Regions from separate parts of the Bicyclus anynana genome. Here region 2 is linked to region 1. The links are chromatin contacts, called in public Hi-C maps. All regions are on one chromosome and are shown on one strand. Each heading gives the region's core, a stretch centred on a gene start, on an enhancer-like site or on the middle of the called end of the contact. The rest is flanking DNA. Distances are from core to core; before and after follow the strand shown. Region 1 overlaps LOC112046846 (klarsicht protein). Region 2 overlaps LOC112046846 (klarsicht protein).

Region 1 (2,880 bases), core at 274-2,773:
AATTTGTGAAAGGCAATGCACTTACCTTTTTTAACGCATCATTTGGTATCTTCATGATATATTCTCGTAACTAAATATTTTGGTGGTTAGCGTAGCGTAGCATTTAGCATAAACATTTATCAACCGTTTACATAAAACCTGATTGAATATTTCTATCATTCTATTATTTGTATAACATATCTAATATATTTGGTCTATTCAGGTAAACAGGAATATTCAGGTAATATGTTTATCATTTTCTTGGTCTTCACAACGTTATTTCATATCGGTGAGCTTTCAGCAACAATGTTAGATTATCTGTAACCGCTATAATCCTACAAATAGTTTATCTTCAAACCGGGACTTGAATATTAGCGCGTTAAAATTATCATTCTTTGTCTCGCTCTTTCTCTCTGCGATCGTTCCTTAATTTCTGAAGTCTAGGTAAGGTCGGCACCTTCAACGGGTTTTTTACCGGCTTTTGTCGATGAACATCCTCACTAGCGTGTAAAAATCTGTGTTCATGTCTTCTGTCAGTTGGTCAGACACCAATCCGTCGTTTTATCCTGTCGTCTAAACTAAAATACTCATTATCATTATAATTTAGGTAAACTTGAATTTAATCGAATTTATAGTTTGGGTATGAGTCTAAATCAACGAGACAGCTAGTGGCTAGCTGTAAATCTAACTAATACCATTATTAAATTTAAGGCACGTCTATATCTGTCATACTACGATCGCAGATCAATAAATTACCACGAGCGTAATCCAAATGTCGCATAAACCGTTTAATGTTATATTATTCCGGCCCTAAATGAGACGAAAGCGGCACCGGTCCGGCCAAATAGGGACCGAGCAAGTCGGTCATGACACGAACACATGCGGTGTGGAGCTACGAACATCTTGTAAAATGATCTATATTAATCAATAGCGGATTACGGAGATTGATTTATTTTCGGATTTCTTACTTTGAGTCGTCGAGTACATCTAATTTTGTGCATAATCTATCTTCAAAAATTGTGTGAGTGATGTTAGAACTAATGTGTGTAATAGATACTAATAAAAGAAGCCAGGCAAATGCGAGTGTTGAAATGTTCATGAAATAGTACAAGAAATACGCAAAAATGCAGGTAAAGCTACTGGGACAACAGATTAAAATGAATAGGTATGCGGAATGACCTCAAGTTCTCCCTTCTGCTTTTCTTGGTGATACTATGACAACGCATGATTACATAAAAATATTAGGAACAGAATACGAATAATTGAACGTCGTCTATATGTACGAAAGAAAAATAAATTTTGTGTCTTTACTAATCGTATCAAGCTCTTTTCCAACGTAGATCCCGTTTCTGTAAAAATATCAAAATCAAAAGTAGCTAGTGTTCTATTATAAACTATAATCACATACTTTGTACATCATTTTGATCTAGCTCTCTCTAGCTTTTAAATGTTCTGGAGTTACAAATGGTGTCACCCGACCTTGTTGTAAACATAGATAAAGGTGGTTGAACGCAAAGCTATCCTAAACTGTGCAATTTAGAACCACCGCGGTAGAACGGCCAGCCTTGGCTGAACCAATTACAAAGTATTCTAAATAATTTCGACCTGTGGAGTAGCGAGAAGTCGTTTTTTATTCGGTTGGCTTCCTCAATTTGCTAACAAAGACCAGTTTTAAAATACCTACGTACATTTACGATTCTTCGACCTTGTATGCACAATGTAATTACTATTCAAGTATAAAAATGTATTTGACATTGCAGTACTATCACTACATGTTTGTTTGAATTGATATGTAAATTACTCGTGTTCAAATACTTAGATTTTAGATCTCTAAAATTATCCTTTGTCCATTTCTTTAAACTATATTATTGTGATATCTTGCGTGAATTAGTAAATGAGGTAATTGTAATAATAGGCTATTCTGATCCTATTTCTTATTCTAATAGTAATAAAAGTCATTAAGCAATAATCACACACATTTAACACATCTTCAGTTAGGTAGACTAGATTTAATAAATAGATTAGCGCCTTAAATTTTCGCATTTATTTAACTTTCTCAAAGCACCTTTTCCTTTTGATAACTTTATAAATTATTAGTATCTTAATTATCTTCTATGGTATTCAGTCGTCTTCTTAAACGAGCATTCATGTTTCTGTAAACTTGACGAATAGCTTCATCAACTGCCTTAAGTGTATACCTACTCGTAAAGAGTTCCCAGTTTTTGTTGCTCACCTCATCAAGTGTCTGTTGTCGTTCAACCTCACCTCACGTTTATGGGAATCGCAATCAGTTTCCCATAACCGGTCACGATGCATATTTCGCACTGATTTATTATAAGGCCAAATTTTCAAAACTTAGGTATAATCTTCAACAAAAGACTTAATAAGTTGATTTGTTTTGCTATTTCTCGCGAAAAAACTATGAATTTAAGCAGTAACACCACCCAGATCGGACAAAGCTCGTCTACATAGATTTCACTCTGAAATTGGAACTTCATCAGTAGATGTTGCCAATACAATATTTATTGCTAACACATTTTTTGACTTGACAAAGTGTAGAGTGCTTCTATTTACCACTGAAAAAAATGATGAAATGTAAACCTGAAGCCTTAGCGCATGCTACTTTTTTTATAGTAAACATAACATTTGAAAACTTAATTTACTAATTCACATTAAAAATTATGAAATATCATTGTTCTTTTGTTTAAAAAATACGTCCAATTACACGGGGACTATGTCATGACTGCTTGTGCTAAATAACATCTTCGGAGTTTTTGTTAGGCTTCGTTAAGACGCAGTTGTTTGCCATACTAACCTTTATGGTAGTCTCAATCACTAGTCAATCAGTCACGATGTACATGTCAAGTTTTTGCTCTTAATTTATTTGGTTTACCATTTATC
Region 2 (2,880 bases), core at 229-2,728, 87 kb before region 1:
AGCACTTATACCCATAATGCAAATCGTTTTGTAAGAACCATTCTCACTATAGGGTACTTCACGCAACAATAATAAGTAGATGATGGATGATAGCGGATAGTTTGAGTTTTGATGAAAAATGAATAGTTTAGTTGCGGTTGCTTTAGATTTTTAAATGTTATTCTATAGGCCGATAATGGTATTTTTGATTTCTACTTATAATAAATCAGTCCTGTATTCCAGACATCATTATAATCATATCCCTGACTGCAGTTTTTTAGGCGATATATTTAATTTGATATCTATAAGAACTTTTTATCCGGTTGTCAGGTCGGTGAAGGTCTGTTATATTCAGATCTTCTACCATTACTATAATCCTTACAGTGACCTTGATCTATAAAATATTTATAATTACATTATGATCTCCTGGCTGCAGTTATTTTGAACCGGCTTCTGAGAATCTTCAGTCGAACAAAGTCAGCATTGCGGCCAAACATAAATGTCGTCATGTGGCATTTATATGGTTCGGGGTGAGTATCGATATCGAAAATAGAAATCCGAAACTTAGTCAAAGACCAAAGTTTCAGTCAGATAATCAACATATTAAAAAGTTTTGCTAACTGCTTAAAAAACATCGTTCCGTTTCACTCTGACTTGTGTTAGGAAACTATTCACGTCGCTGTAAACTTTATCCTGCGATAACACGACCACGGTGCGTACATAGCTGCCGTCCCCTTCACACGCTGTATATTTTCGTCTGGTGAGGGAGATGGAAAGGTAGGGCGCCCGCGTGGCCGTTGATGTTCGGTTCGAAATGAAACGGAACAGTTTGCAAGTCGCCGGCTCCGCGCATGGCCGACTCAAGCAGACAGTCCGTTGCGCTCAATTCGTGAATTTATTTTAACTCCTAACAAACTATTTCCATATTTAGTTTTAAAACAAAAACAGTGCCTTATTACTGGATGTGTCTTATGTGCATGGAGCGAATGACAATTGATTTTATCGTCGATGAAGATTAACAGTGTGTGAATTTTTCGGAGCATCTTGCATTTGTCCTTTCGGTATATTGTGTTGCGATTAACTGCTCTTTATGTTCTTTCTTATTCTTTTGCTTTGTTTGGAGATTTGTGCCGGTGCTCGCATCGCCCCGTCTATTGGCACGAGCCCTTAATAATAATAGTGCACGGAAACCAGTTTGCGAGTGCGGTCATTCGTTTGTGGTTATCCTGAGCGTGTATGCGGGTGCCTTCCTTATAAACAAAATCTGAAGCGTCTTCCAGGATTTCATTTAAATTTACATTCGCCTGTAGTTCTTATTTTACACGTCATTTAAGTAGTTCAATGTCGATTCTACTACACATACTTATATATGTGCGAGTATTCAAGTGTAATTTCTCATATGTTTTTATGCTTTTTCAAATGGCTAACGAGTTGCAGTACTGATTCACCTTGACGGCTTATCATTATTGCAGTCAGCAACTTTCAGATGCGAGGTTAATCAAATCCTTCGTGCACCTTGAGTCGGTCGGTAGACTGTTGTAAATTAAATTACGATTTCAAGCCTGTCAAATCAACACGATGTGCGGGTTTCCATGCTATTAATAACTCTTAGTAGTTGAAAACGTAATTACACCTAATTAGTGTTTTGTTACGTTACAGGCTACAGCCAACCCTAGTTGTTGACTTGCTGCCACTTTTTGTTAGACATTTCTCGACGAAGTGCTTGCTCCTGGCGCCACTCGAGTAACTAAGCTTCTTCTAATTGGTTCAGGACCGTTTTATTACAACTGAGACACCATACATGGGTGCAAATAAATCAGATAGGTGATCGAAGTCCGTCTACAAGTATCTCGTTGAATCGATTCCAAGAGAAGCTGCTTGTTTTCTCGCCACTTGTTGCACGCTTGGTTTCATTTCATAAACGTGACTCCATTGCCAACTTTTTTACCCGGCATCAGCACGAATTCTGTTATCTAACGAAAACTTGCAATCATGTTTCAAATTACCCAATTTTTGGGTGTTGAGATTGAAGCGTTTTTATGTGTTTTTCTATTATCGTCACGGTGGTGATACCGATACATAATTTAAAATTCGTTATTTCGGAGTCTTCGTTCTATAAATTTTGTATTCAGTATTTTGTAATAATTTCATTGCTTGTATTATTTTAATTGCTCCTTTTTATAACTAAAACAGTTTAATAGGTATCCACTACTTTTAGAATAAAATATTTCTTATTCTAGAAATTTTGTATTCATGATTTGTTTGTTGATAATAATTTCAATACTTGTATTATTTAGATTACTCCTTTAATAACTAGAACCGTCTTACGGTTACTTCTTGTAGAATCAAAAGAAATCGTAAGATTGCCATGTTATTAAGCTCGTTAACTTCTCGTTGTAGACAGTGTATAATTATAAATTAAATAATAACATTAGAAACAAAGAACCTTGATGCGATTTAATTTCGTTATATGAGTCAACTACCTACTTAAAGGATTAATAAAAAAAAACCTACTGGCGTGTTTCAAACAGAATAAGCATTTTTAATACATTTGCCTAATTATACCTGCCTGACTGTTCCCTTGTGAATTCGCCATAGCGTAAACTAAATATAGTTTTGTTTTAGAAATATTATTCAGATGTAAGAAAAGGTTTTTGTTTTCAAAGTATTATTGAAATGGTTGAGTGGACAAGGCACCCGTATACAGTTGAATGCTACAAACCCTGCCTATAAAAATACTTTATGGGTAGGGAATGGTTTATAATATCGAACCGGCATGGGACCGATGAATCCTAACAAGTTTTTTTCTTTATAGTTTACATGCATGTTTTGACTTTGGAGGTTTTAGTTTGAATATATTTCCATATACCGAAAGGACGGTAACAATTTGAATATTTTAGA

The links. A called contact is a pair of places that touch in the nucleus more often than the background predicts.
Region 2: a Hi-C map of whole larva shows a contact between it and region 1, with 2.6 times the contacts expected there. The contact joins two enhancer-like sites. A contact is called at or near these places in 2 of 2 Hi-C or Micro-C datasets (whole body and whole larva).

What each region holds. Positions count from the first base shown.
Region 1 is chr22:4,638,379-4,641,258 of ilBicAnyn1.1, reverse strand. All of the region lies in intron 9 of LOC112046846 (klarsicht protein), which reads left to right. Among protein-coding and RNA genes, the nearest start is that of LOC112046865, 3.4 kb to the left of the region's middle. Within about 2 kb of position 1,523, at least 5 of the 8 cell types and tissues checked have open chromatin away from gene starts, as enhancers often do.
Region 2 is chr22:4,725,114-4,727,993 of ilBicAnyn1.1, reverse strand. All of the region lies in intron 9 of LOC112046846 (klarsicht protein), which reads left to right. Among protein-coding and RNA genes, the nearest start is that of LOC112046865, 83 kb to the right of the region's middle. Within about 2 kb of position 1,478, at least 8 of the 8 cell types and tissues checked have open chromatin away from gene starts, as enhancers often do.